Regions from separate parts of the Zea mays genome. Here all the other regions are linked to region 2. The links are chromatin contacts, called in public Hi-C maps. All regions are on one chromosome and are shown on one strand. The core of a region is the stretch at or near the end of the contact, and the rest is flanking DNA. Distances in the headings are between cores, read along the strand shown. Region 1 holds the start of LOC100272282. Region 2 holds the start of LOC100282561. Region 3 holds the start of LOC100286188. Region 4 has its middle 46 kb from the start of LOC100272282.

What was found. Hi-C and Micro-C count contacts between places; a contact is called where the count stands out from the background.
Region 1: a contact with region 2 is called in a Hi-C map of ear, with 2.4 times the contacts expected there. The contact joins the promoter of LOC100272282 here to the promoter of LOC100282561 in region 2. A contact is called at or near these places in 3 of 25 Hi-C or Micro-C datasets (ear, endosperm and tassel).
Region 3: a contact with region 2 is called in a Hi-C map of leaf, with 4 times the contacts expected there. The contact joins the promoter of LOC100286188 here to the promoter of LOC100282561 in region 2. A contact is called at or near these places in 4 of 25 Hi-C or Micro-C datasets (bundle sheath, ear and leaf).
Region 4: a Hi-C map of tassel shows a contact between it and region 2, with 5 times the contacts expected there. The contact joins the enhancer-like site here to the promoter of LOC100282561 in region 2. A contact is called at or near these places in 2 of 25 Hi-C or Micro-C datasets (leaf and tassel).

The regions. Positions count from the first base shown.
Region 1 is chr1:216,499,311-216,502,701 of Zm-B73-REFERENCE-NAM-5.0, reverse strand. It overlaps LOC100272282, which reads left to right and starts at 1,582. Exons shown (of 1, transcript NM_001146769.1): 1 at 1,582-2,860. The coding sequence starts at 1,860. The coding sequence ends at 2,720.
Region 2 is chr1:216,744,224-216,747,711 of Zm-B73-REFERENCE-NAM-5.0, reverse strand. LOC100282561 reads right to left here and starts at 1,372. Exons shown (of 4, transcript NM_001155469.1): 1 at 1,124-1,372.
Region 3 is chr1:216,881,836-216,885,120 of Zm-B73-REFERENCE-NAM-5.0, reverse strand. LOC100286188 reads left to right here and starts at 1,538. Exons shown (of 2, transcript NM_001159076.1): 1 at 1,538-2,029; 2 at 2,122-2,537. The coding sequence starts at 1,667. The coding sequence ends at 2,304.
Region 4 is chr1:216,544,936-216,548,377 of Zm-B73-REFERENCE-NAM-5.0, reverse strand. No RefSeq gene overlaps it. Among protein-coding and RNA genes, the nearest start is that of LOC100272282, 46 kb to the right of the region's middle. Within about 2 kb of position 1,912, at least 20 of the 20 cell types and tissues checked have an H3K27ac peak or open chromatin away from gene starts, as enhancers often do. A contact at or near this core is called in leaf and tassel, where this site is marked.

The DNA.
Region 1 (3,391 bases), core at 333-2,832, 250 kb after region 2:
GCTGGCCTCATAGGACAAACTCCAGACTTGGGCTAACCTACATAGGAAAGGAACTATCTCTGATGACACCTGTGAAATTTGCTCTACTGACCCAGAAACAACATCACATATTCTTCTTCACTTCTCCTTTGCACGAGATTTTTAGAACACCCTGGGAATCCATGTTGGCGAGGGATTTAGCTACTCCAGCATGCACCAATTTCCACGACCCCCTGGCCTTCTCCAAGCTGCCTTCCCCACCTTCAATGTGCTTTGCTGCTGGCACTTGTGGAAGCGACGCAACAACTACGTCTTCAGACAAGAATCCTCCTCTGGTTGTTGTAATCCAGCGTGTATTGCAGATGTCCACTTGTGAGCTTGTAGATTGAAACATTCTGAATCCATCCAGGCTGCCCGGCATGGATGCCTCTCCCACGTACTCTCATGCTTGTAATCTCTATGCCTTCTAGGGTTGTTCCTCTATGCTTCTAGAGCCTAATATATCAAGTGAGACTTTTGCCCCGTCAAGAAAATAATAAAAAGTTAGGATGGTGTTGGCACCTTTTTGGGGCCAATCACTCAACAAGAACCAGTGGCGGTGCTCTCTGGTCAGGCGCGGACGGTCCACGGCACAGGGCCGGATAGTCCGCGACCTGGCGCGAGGCTAGGGTTCCCTGCCTGACGGCCGGACGGTCCGCGCCCTAGGGTCGGATGGTCCACGACCTGGCGACAGGGTCGTCTTCCTCCTCCTTGCTGGAATCTAGATCTCGTCCCCTAGGGGGAAAAGATCTTAAGGTGCTCTAGGTCGATAGGTCACCCAGGGCATCCCCAAACGACGTGGAGTCGTCTAGTAATTAAGAGATCAGTTCGAGGAGGAGGTCTTAGATGGACAACTAGATCTTGCCCCCCGGGAGGGGTGAGATCCTAGGGTCATCTTGGGATCGGCAGACCACCCAAGACGGATCTAGACGACGTAGAGTCAAATAGGGGTGGAGGTGGATATGTGGAAGACTACAACTAGAACTATGCTACATCTACTCTTAGGGCAGGAAAAGTAAATAAAGTAATTGGTTCGATTGGAATGTGTTCGGGGGTTCTCAATCGGTCGTAACCCTTTATATTTATAGGGGAGGAGGTCTGGACCCTTTTCTAAGAGATAGCCAACAAACTCCCACGTGATTAGATAGATAACCATGTACGAGATAAGGATAAACATCCGAGTTAATCTAATCTCGGGACACGCGGATCGTCCGGGCCCAAGGGCCGGACCGTCCGCTCATTTTGGTGTCCAGATGGTTTATAATTTTTGTCATTCTTATAGTTTGTTTGGTAACTAGTGGTTTATTTTGATTATTAATAGTATATTATAGGAGGGGACATAAGCAACGCTAAATGGGAGTGGAACGATGGAATTATGACCTGACCGAGCCGACATCGAACCCAAATGGCAGATGTGGACACCTTAGAGCTTGGCTCGGGTTCGTGTTCGGCTCGAGCCTGGACAGAGGGTGGCTCGAGCTCGGCTCGTTGAGAGCCGTAGCCCAGCACGCCGCCTCCGCTTTCCCCTCGCCTTCTTCTCCAGGATTCCGACCCACCAGATCCGCCCCCGTTTTCTCGCCTCGCGGTCTCGCCCCTCGCACCCGCCCCTCAGCTCCCATGGGCTCTCGCCGTCGCTGACACTGGGGCCCAACGCTCTCCCCCGCGTCCGCGCCCGCCTCCTCCCCCTCACCCTCCTCCTCCTCTTGTTGCCTCCACTGACTCTAGCCGACCGCCCCCGCCCACCGACATCGGAAGCCCTAGCTGCTGCAGGAACTGCCCTGCCGGCCCGCCGCTCCTCCGCTCGAAGCGTCTCCGGTTTCTTGGATGCACCGGCTGCTCCGATGGCTGCCCTTCCGCCCGCCGCAGAGGACCCCGACGCCGTGGAGATCCGTGAAGTTTGGGCGAGCAACCTGGAGGAGGAGTTCGCAGTGATCCGCGCCGTCGTCGACGTGTACCCGTACGTGGCCATGGACACGGAGTTTCCCGGCTTCGTGGTGACGCCGAGCGCCGAGTACCGGTTCACCTGCGACCGCAACTACGCCGCCCTCGAGGGCAACGTCAACGTGCTCAAGCTCATCCAGCTTGGCCTCACCCTCTCCAACGGGGCAGGCGCGCTCCCGCCGTGCGGCACGGGTGGGAGGCGCTGCATCTGGCAGTTTAACTTCCGGGGCTTCGACCCGCACACCGACCCTTCTAGCAGCGACTCCATCGATCTGCTCCGCCGCAGCGGCATCGACTTCGACCTCTTTGCGGCTGAGGGGGTCGATTCCACCCGCTTCGCCGAGCTGATGATGTCGTCCGGAGTCGTGCTGAACGACGATGTCCAGTGGGTGACCTTCCACAGTGGCCACGACTTCGGCTACCTCCTCAAGCTGCTCACCGGACGGGAAATGCCCAACACCTTGGATGAGTTCCTGAAACTCACCAAGACCTTCTTTCCGGTGATGTACGACATCAAGCATCTCATGAAGTTCTGTGGCGGTGGCCTATATGGCGGGCTGAGCAAGCTTGGGGAGCTGCTCAAGATTGAGCGTGTTGGGATCAGCCACCAGGCTGGATCTGATTCGCTGCTGACCCTGCAGTGCTTCATGAAGCTCAAGCAGTTGTATTTAAAGGAGTCTGTTAAGTTGTATGATGGTGTGTTGTTTGGGCTTATTCCTGGGGAAGTGGAGATCAAACCTGTTGCTCCACCCATTGAATGAGTTATGGTAGTTCAATAACAAGATTCTGAATGATAAAAATGGAGAACAGAGCCTACCATCAGTGAATATATAGCTGATCTGATGATTTCTGGTGCTTGTTATGATATGCCTTCTCTCCTGGTTAATTCTCCCCATTAACCACTTGAATGTGTGTTTCTTTGTGTTTTGTGCTCATATTGCTAGGTTACCTAATAGTTAACATCAACATTTGTTTGAAATCAAGTAGCAAATGCTGCTGTATCAAGCCCCTGAAAGTTTCTACATCTTCTGTATTTGTCAGTGAGTTAGCTTGCTTGTATTTGTCAGTGAGTTAGCTTGCTCATCTGCATGAACTAGCACTATATTATTCGTAAAAAGCATACATCAAGAGATATCTCTTTGTATGTTCTTTGTAACCTTATCCATCACCATGGGAAAAAGATAAGGGATTGAAGCTAATCTTTGATTAGTCCTATTCTAATTGGAAAGTTATGTGTCCCATCATCTGTATGGACACTAGTCACAATATTGTTGTACATATCCTTAATAAGTCCTACATACTTTATTAGAATTTTATTTTTGTCCAAAGCCCAACTCATAACATTCTTTGATATTTTGCCATAAGCATTCTCTAGGTCAATGAAAACCATGTATATATTCTTTTTTCCCTATATTACTCCACCAATTGTATT
Region 2 (3,488 bases), core at 123-2,622:
GACCAAACCAATCCAACCCACCAGTCTAGATTTCAAAACCAAACCAATTGCAAGCATCAGCAGTTTCAACCCAAACAATAGAAATGGTTTCCTGTTAATAGATTCAATGAATCCCTAGACTCTGGTTCTGGACAATACTTCATGAAATTGTCTAGAAATAAGAACAAAACTATTAAAAATCACAAGAACGTTTGTCTCAAAGAATTATACATTTAAAACAACAAAAAGATTATGAATGTTGTTGAGTAAATCAACACAATAAAAAAATGAATGTTGAGGAGAAAATCTAGGAAACAGAATGTTGAGGAGAAAATCTAGGAAACAGAATGTTGAGGTTGGAAGAAGATTGTAAAAGCCTTTGGGAATGATATTTTGCTGGAAAGTGGAGAAATTAACAGAGCTCTATTGGGACAAATCGTATTTTCTGACCCACCAAAACGTCAACTTCTAAACCGGTACTGATTTCACTATTATTTTGTCATCTTTGGATCTCTTTTATATGGATGCAGTTGTAGTAGTCAATTGTCTATTACTCTTATATACAATGCAAAATGCATAGTGCAAACTGATCGCTAAAAAAATGGTTACCTTGCTTCCATCAAGGACGATTATCATTCTTTCTGTAGATGGTAGAAATGCTTTTTTGGTTTTCGTTGTACTATGCTGAACTATGTTGAGCTTTATTTTTGATATAGGTATTTGGTTTCAGAAATGGCTTGGTCTACATTTCAGGCCTCTTTGGGACAGCTCCACCGCTAAAAAATGAATCTGGATCTAGGATTCAACACAAAGCAACTCCACCAGTGAATCTGGGATCTAGTAGGGAACTGTTCAGATAACACAATAAATCTAGATCCACACAAGAGTATTTTGATTGGAATGGCTAGATCTACCTTTAGCATATGTTCCACCTGTTAATGTTGGGAAAAAGCTTTTCAAAATTTCCCCCTCCTGCTAGTTCTGCGCGGCACACGTGAACGGTGGCTCAACCACGCTCGAGTGACTGGCCATGTGTGGCTAGGGGAGTACACTCGGGTTCACCCAAATTTCGGGTTGAGCAATTAGAAACTCGGGTTTCTAGAGAAAATAACGCATGAAAATAACACGAAACTTCAAGGTATACCCGGAATGTTGGAACAGCTCACGGCTCACAGCTCATCGCCACGTCGAGGGTAGGGAAGATGGCGGAGGAGGGACGCCAGTCGCCGGATCTGGACGGAGAAGGGAGAGGAAGCAGCGGCCGCCCGCCGCCGTCAGTTTCAGATGGTGTGGCGGCGTCCGGCAGGACTCGTTCCTCTGGGGCTCGAGCTCGATTGCTCGAACTTGGGAATGCCTCTAGGGTTCTGCGTGCGTGGTGTGCCTGGTCCCGGTCCGGTCCGGTCCGGCGCGTGCTCCGTGCAATAAGGCCTCTGCTTCTGCTCGAGCTGGACTGGGCCACGCTCGGGTTTTAGAAGATGTCGCGTCAGTGTTGGGCCAACGGGAGTCAAGGCCTTGGGCTGCGCGTGTGTGCTGGGCTGGAATATTTTAAGCTGACTAGCTGTACTTATTTATTTTAAAAATACATTCTGTAATGTGTGTAACCATGTTTCTTACATATTATTAATTTTATCAGTTTATTTGTATATATATTGTTTAAAACTAAAAAGTCTGACTTCTGGATTAGTGAGATTTGCATTTTTTCTGGGACAAAGAGATTATTTCAAGAGAGAGAAGAAGAACCTTTTAAACAGTCAGCAGTTATTAGTGCTAAAAAAGTCGTTTCAAACAAGTTCTTAAAAATACTTAAGTAGACCCATAAAATATTATCTATTATCTATACTACTTATTAAGGCTGCAATAGCAATCTACATCTGACATGTTCTGCCATCAGCTGTGTTCTGCCACTGAACCGTGGTAGCCACCGGGCGTTACACACGTGAGTTTATTTATAAAGTGAATGCAGTTGACAAACCTCTATATTCTAAAACCTATGCTCCCATTCAGCTTTTGTGTCCTGTCCTACGAGTCACACGAGTCAAAACGTGGTAAAAGTTTTAAGAAAGTCTATGGTTCATTGGTTCCAAGAGCCAATTACATCTAACTGTGATGTTATAGGTGTTATGTTATCATATTGCTTGAAAGTGACACCTCTACAAATGATTAACCTAGATAACATAATAAAACTTGATCATGATACTTCAAGTCAACTTGATAGATTTGATCATGTATTAAAAGCTAGGAATGACTATGCCAAGTACATAATATTTTGGATCAATGCCTATCAACTTTATCTAACCATTTTGGATATGTTGGAGCCTAATAGTTTTGGCTTCGCTAAATATATTTTGTCTTATCTTAGTACTTGTTGTATGGAAAAATTCTATTTTTTGTGTGATGTTCTCATGGAATAACTTTGCAGATTGTGCATTTGCATAGGTTGTGGATAAACTTCAAAAAGTTATAGTACAATCAATGTTGACCAAGCCATTCTAAAAAAGTGATTTTGAATATGCTAAGTTATTCCATGTTTTTTAGTATATTGTACTATTCATGAAGGTGCTAGACTGACAAGGATTGATCTTACTTTCAGGTTCCATCAAAAGTTATTGGTGCTGTTTTAGCAAGTCAACTAGGAAAAGAATAGGTACATTAAATTACTTCCTTTCCTTCTATTGTGTGAGTGATTTCATCAATTGGATGTCTTGCTATTTAACCTTTTGCCTAAACTGTGGATTTATATAACATACAATACTATTTTCAGTTTTAGATTGATAGAATTGACTTTCAAGAAACACCTCTTTAACACATTTTACTTATATTTCCTATATTTATTTATTATATTATTATGTTTTCTCTAGGAAATGTGTGGTTTTGACGAAGAAGCGAAGTCATATAAGGATCCTAGTGTGATAGAGTTGGCAGAAACATTAAATAATTGGCCTCAAATGAATTATTACATCACAATTTGCAAATTTGTAAGTCAGAATTCCTTTGATCTATATAGTTAAAAATAAATTGTGCAAACATATAATTCTAATGTCTCATGGTTTGCAGGTTCTTATGCCATAGAGATACTCTATAGGCTATGTACTTTTCGTTATTAATTATACAAACAAATCTGTGTCTGTGTTTAATTTCACACCTACTCCAGAATGGTGCAAAGATATACCACTACAAAGATTTTGAAAAGTTATTCTTCTTATTTCGAAGAAATATAAGGTTGCATAAGGTGTCAAACATATTGGATGGTCACATGACATTTGAAAGGGAAATAGGGTTAACCTTTTCCTACAATTAATTTTGGTGGTTGAATGTCCAACACAAACATATGGACTAACTAGTTTGCTCTAGAACTCATGTATTACAGGTGCATAAGGTTCAACACAAACCAATAAAAGATTCAAGTTAGGGACTAAAATTAAAAGGAGCAAAGACTTGAGTGTGTTGTGGACTGGCGCACCGGACTGTCCGGTGCGCCACCGGACAGTGTCCGGTGCACCAGGACCGTA
Region 3 (3,285 bases), core at 289-2,788, 140 kb before region 2:
CGCGCCGCCTTACCTCGCTGTCGCCGTTGCGCCACCTCGCCGCGCGCCTAGCCGTGCGCCGCCTACACGTGCCTCGCCATCGTTCGCCTAGCGCGCCGCCTCCACACGCCACCGGTGCCGTTGCGCCACCTCGCCGTCGCCCGCCTAGCTCCGACCCTCGTTGCCGACGTCCTGGCCTCCGTGTGCTGAACCACCGTCCTCGGCCCTGGCCATGGCCACCTCGAGCCGCTGCGCCCATGTGCCGAACCGCCATCGCGGCGTCGCCCACCGAGACCACCCTCGCCTCTCCGCCACTGCCACTGCCACTGCCACTCCGAGCCATCATCGTCACCACGATCGCCACCATTAGAGGTTCCCCCACTGCCTGTTTAATTGTAATTTTTTGTTTTGAACTTTTTAAAGCACATGCTATATGATGAGTAATCTAGTGGATGAATCACAATACGTTATATTGCATATTTTTAGTATTAGGTGTGGGATACGTAGTTTGTTAGAAATGTATTGCCATAGTATATGTACATTTTTTGTGATTGTCGGTCATTACGTCGTTAATAAATGTGTGGATGTCAGCCATCGTGCTGTTAGTTTTCTTTGCAAGTTTTGGAAACCTTCCCGCGCGGGGAGGTGCTATGGAAATTTTTTGTTGACAGGCTTGTGTTTATTATTTTTGCAGAGGTCTTCCTAGCCGATGTAGGTCGGCCTGCACCGCGTCACGTCGCCACTGCACCGATCCGCCATAGCCCCGCTAGCCTGACTCCAACGATACCCTAGTTATAACATCTACTTTTGCATCATGGTCGTAGATCACATAAGAGATACAATGTAGATACACAGATCTTTGCATATATATAAATGTATCTGTTTCGAATTGTCCAATTTTTTGAATAGCATGTGGTTTATAGATAGGGTTAGTTTCCATGCTCTACTATGATTGTATTGATAACAGATAAAGAGGACAAAGTGTTCTGGCGGTAAATAAGGCCAGTTTTACTGAGTTCTGTCCTTTATGATGCATTAGCTATTTGATGATTTATCAGGTTAATTTAAAAGATATAAAAAATTTTATTTGGATAAAACCTATTATCATAAAAGCTAATGTGACACTTTTATTATTCGATTTTTAAGGTGGTGTTCTTAGTTTTGTTGGTGTCCTCATTTTTATAATTAGTTATGTTTTTTCTTATTATAGATCAGAAGAGTAAAACTGAGCAAAAAAAATATGACTAAGAGTAAAAACGAGGAACGTGATAAAACTAAAGGTTTTGTGTTACGAAAGTCACCGATAAAAAAAAAAGACTCGAGGCACCTCTCGATAAGTGATTGGAGATCCCTTCATCCGGCCCTTCTCCATTCACCTACAACTTTCCTCCTACAGCACGACGGTTCGCATCGCAGCCCACTGGGCCACGGGCCACGACACTTGCAAAATGAAAACCCGGCCCACATAGTCCGAAATTGAAAACCACAGCCGCGACGCCGACGCGCACCGAACAACAGCTCCGAGAACGTATCGCCCACAATCCTCCACGTCTACCGCAATCTGTCACTATAGCCTGCGCATTCGCATCCGGGCATCCGGCATCCCACCCCACCCACCTCCTTCCTCTTCCCGCCCGCTAAAACCCACGCCACCGCCGCGCGCCGCCGGCAGCGCAAGGGACGCACGATGGCCATGCAGGTGGTGCGCAACCTCGACCTGGAGCGGTACGCGGGGCGGTGGTACGAGATCGCGTGCTTCCCGTCCCGGTTCCAGCCCAAGACGGGCACCAACACGCGCGCCACCTACACGCTGAACCCGGACGGCACTGTGAAGGTGGTGAACGAGACGTGGGCCGACGGGCGCCGCGGCCACATCGAGGGCACGGCCTGGCGCGCCGACCCTGCCAGCGACGAGGCCAAGCTCAAGGTTCGCTTCTACGTGCCGCCCTTCCTCCCCCTCATCCCCGTCACCGGCGACTACTGGGTGCTCCACATCGACGCCGACTACCAGTACGCGCTCGTCGGGCAGCCCTCCAGGAACTACCTCTGGGTGCGTGCGAATTCCTCTCTGGCCTCCGTCCGTCTATCCCTCGCCGAATCGTGCCTGTCTGCCTACCAATCCCCCTGTGTTTGTGTGTGCAGATCCTTTGCAGGCAGCCTCACATGGACGAGTCCGTGTACAAGGAACTGGTGGAGCGTGCCAAGGAGGAAGGGTACGACGTGTCGAAGCTCCGCAAGACGGCGCACCCTGACCCGCCGCCGGAGAGCGAGCAGAGCCCCAGGGACGGCGGGATGTGGTGGGTCAAGTCCATCTTTGGCAAGTAGCCTTGTGGTGGTGGGTGGCAGCGCGGGTGCTGCCGTGCCGAGCAGGCGAGCGCACGCAAGAGATGCCTGTGACCGTCGGTTCCGCGTGTACATTCAGCACTAGCTGGGGATTAAGTTGGTTCGTTGTTGCTGTCGCGATCTGCAAATGGCGAAAAGTGTGCTTGTTTCTTGCCCGTCTGTATTGTATCGAACTTTGAGCGAATGTTTCAGTTTGCTGCATCATTTGTTTGTCATGTGCTGAATTCCCTGCTTGACCGAGTTCGTAGGCAATCCTCCATGTCGTTCTGTTCAGTTGTGGTTAACGCAGCGTGGAAGGAAACTGAAGTTTTACGGAGACGGACACAATTGCCGGCTTTCTCCGCGGTGCCGCTTGGTGGCAGCGGCCAGCGGGCAGGGAGCGTGGCACGGCGTGCTCAGCGCGAGCCGAGAAGCCGGGACCGCCGAGGGCGCACGCGACGTGTGAGGGGCACTCCATGACATTCAACAATTCGGTATCCAAATTCCCGAGGGCGCACGCGACGTGTGAGGGGCAGCTCCATGACATTCAACAATTCGGTATCAAAATTCTTATTCACATAGGTACGTGCCCGTGCGTTGCAACGACATTCAGAATATTTGGCAAAATATTAGTGCACAACAATTATATAGTATTGTAATGTGATACTTCTAGGAGATAATTCAAAACCTTGGATAACTTAAGGCCAATAAATAAGTCAAAGGAATAACAAATAAGTTGGAAAATTTGGAAAGTCAAAGTACTCCACATACATGGTAAAAGAATGTTTAATGTAACGGTGAAAGCTACTTCATCTTCTGGAAATGTATGATGCCCCAATAAACTTTGGAATATAAGAGATTTGCACAACGTCAGCATCCTAAAAATTACACCACAAAACACATGCAAAGAAGCAAATGAGCTAAAATCTAGAATTGATCAACTAAAAATCATGGCTCAGAATAAATTAAAGACAATTACTGCTG
Region 4 (3,442 bases), core at 663-3,162, 200 kb after region 2:
GCAACGAATATAAACATGCACAAGCAAACATACACTTGTATAAGAACATTACACCATTCAAGATAAAATATTGTAAAAGCGAGCAATATAAAATAGAGATCGCTTCTACGGTTACACGAGGAAAAGAAACATCGAACTCGAAGCTACGGTCGAGAAGATATCACATTTACACTAAATAAAGATTAACTATAACATTTAATTCGATATTATCAAATATAAATAATATCTACCATTTATTTTTGATTAACATGTTACACTAGCAGCTATCAGTTAAACCAGTAATTTAATTAACACGAGAGATTCTAAGCGAGGCGGATTTACGATACGCGAAACAACACGACAGCGTGTGGAATGACGGGTGGACACGCACAACATAGCAAAATGACAACACACGAAACAGTGTGCACGATCGGCACGAATGACGCGCGAACAGCACGCTACCACGTGTGGAACAGCACGCGCGACAGACGAGAAAAACTAAATAAGTGACGCATTTATACTAAACAAATATTAAACAAATCAAAAGTAGTTAAGTTAATATTAGTCATGTTAATGTTTATTATAAAGCGCAAGTTGAGCACTATACATTTAATCTAATTAGAATATTAGTCTAATAAATATTAGTCGAGCCAACCTTAAGTTAATTATCTAAAATATGCGACCTGACGAATTAACATTATTAATATGTGTTTATAAGCGAAAACAATTTATTATCACGCGCAAACGCTGCGCGATACACGTGATCGACACGCGAGATACGCGCTAACTACGAGCAATAATGCGAGCGACACATGTAAATGACACACGTGACGCACGCAAACGATACACGCGAACGTCACGAGACAACACACGAATAACACACGAACCAGACGCACGAACAACATGACGACGACGAGATCCACACGTGCGAACGACGCGCGTGAACAACGCGCGAGTCAACGCGACTACACGTGATGACACGCGACACTGTGCGAAACAACGCGCGGACGACATGGGAAACAACGCGCACGACAGCATGTGAGTCAACGTGACTACGCGTGAACTGCACGATGACGTGCAAATGATGCCATGCACGAACAACAACCAACAAATAATTAATTAAAAGTATTTAAGCTGGTATTAATCAAGTTAATTAGCATTTATATTTTTAAAAGCACGAGTTAAAACTATAGACTCATTCTAATTAAATTGTTATTTTTAATAACCCTCGAACAAACCAATAATTAATTATTCAACTAAAACATGTGTGGTGGCAACATAATAATTTTAACATGTGCACAAGATCATTACACGGACTTGTGCATAATTAAATGCAGACTTCAGGGTGTAGCAAATTATTTCTGCGAAACTCATCAACCTGGATGTTTATTACCTATATCGTCGAGGGCGTTTTCGCAAAACAAACTTTCTTCTTCCTCAGAACAACACACAGAGGGGGCCTCGGCTGCGCGTGGGAGGGAGAGAATAGGGGGCCGGCTCGGACGGCCTGGCAGGCTCGGCCTCACGCTGTCGGCCGGCTGGCTACTGTGCCTGGCCGGCAAGGCTGGCCGCGCGCAGGGGCACGCTGCGCAAGGGGCAGGTTGTAGGTGCGAGTGGAGAGAGAAGGGAGAGGAAGGGAGAGGGGGTCACCTCGTTGTGCTCGGATGGCGATGCTGCGGCAACGGCGGACGGAGGAGATGGGCGGCGCGGCACCGGCGGACGGCGCGATGGCGGTCCCTGGCACTGGACGGTTTCTTCTTCGTCGGCGTCTAGGAACGGCCGTGCGCAGGATGGGCGTCACACGCACGCACGCATGCGAGGCGATATGTGCGGCTTGGCAGTTTCTGCTTGTACGTGATGTATAGGGCGACTGCAGTCAGGTGGGGATGGGCCGAATGGGCCTGGTGGCCTGGGCAGGGCGCCTGCACACTGGGCCGCAGGTGGGCCACGCGCGTGGCTGGCGCGGGAGTGCTGGGCCACGGGGGAGCGTGGGAGCTAGGTGGGCCGACCGAAAGCTGGGCCGCGGGGGCGCGCTGGCTGGGGGATTAGGTTGAGATGGGCTAAGGCGGCTGGCGACCCAGGAGTGAAGAGAGGTGGTGCGTAGAGATGGCAATGGGTAAATACCCACCGGGTATTACTACCCCATACCCATACCCACGACATAAAAATAACCCCATCGGGTCACCCATATACACTAGCGGGTATGGATTTACCCCCATACCCATACCCATGTGGGTATGGGTCACCCATCGGGTCACCCGTACCCACAAAAGCTAAACATCTATCAAAATATTATATGATACAAATGTCAAGTATATGCATCTAAATACCATTACAAAATTTCTAGCATCATTTAACCATCCATTCAACACCAAAGATAATTGGATAAAGTAGTAACACTAGGATAGTACTACATAGCACATTACATGTTCCATTACATGGTCATGCTTGGGACAAAAAAGCTTTGTTGTTGTTATTGTTGTAAGCCTTCTATGATATTATGGCCTAAAAGGTTGTTAAATAGTAAAAAAGATGGATGACTAAAGTCAAAGTTCATGCTTGGGCTAAGTTTATATTGGGTATTTTATACCCACGGGATAACGGGTATGGGTAAAGGCGGAACGTTCTAATACCCGTTTACCCATTGGGTGAAGATTTTTGCCCAATAACAGACCCACGGGTAGAATATTTAGCCCACATACATGCCCTAATGGAGTAAATACCCATCGGGTATCGGGTCGCGGGTACCCATTGCCATCTCTAGTGCGAAACACTCGTGGGCCGCACGCCGAAGCGAGCCCAAGGTGAGGGCTAGCCGGATGGGCCCCGAGGCCAAGAGGGGGGAGAGGCGCGTGGGTCAGGGTGAGCGAGCTGGGCCATGGGCGTGGGAGGCGAGCTGGGCCAGACGGGAGGGGAAGGGAGGAATGGGCCCTTCTTCTTTTCTCTCCTATTTTCTTTATCTTCTCTTTTCTATTCTCACTACCAATTCAAATCAAATTCCTTATTAAATGCATGCTCCACAAGATCACCCGTTAAACAAAATAAAAAATGTTCCGGCATGATGCAACAATCAAAGCACCTCTAGGGTTTTATTTTACTAGGCTTACATGGATATAAAACAAAATAATTCTCCATCATTTAGGAAAAAGAGAAGGAAAGCAAAAAAATAAAAGAGTAACACCTGAATTTGGTGGATATTAGGAAAGAAATTTTATACCCCAGATTTAAGGTGTTACATTTTTCTGCAACCCACCTGAAAGTGTGATAGAATGTTTATATGCAAGCTTATAATAATACAATGTTTTTTTGAAACTTGACATTATCCATGGTGGATCACTTTTCCTTTATGCCAAGAAATTGTAGTTTGACTTTGGAGATTTGTGCAATATTGTGTAAAGATTTGCTCACATTCCTTTTTGTGGGATGTGATGGTTAAAAGATAAAGAAAATAAGGATATGTGCC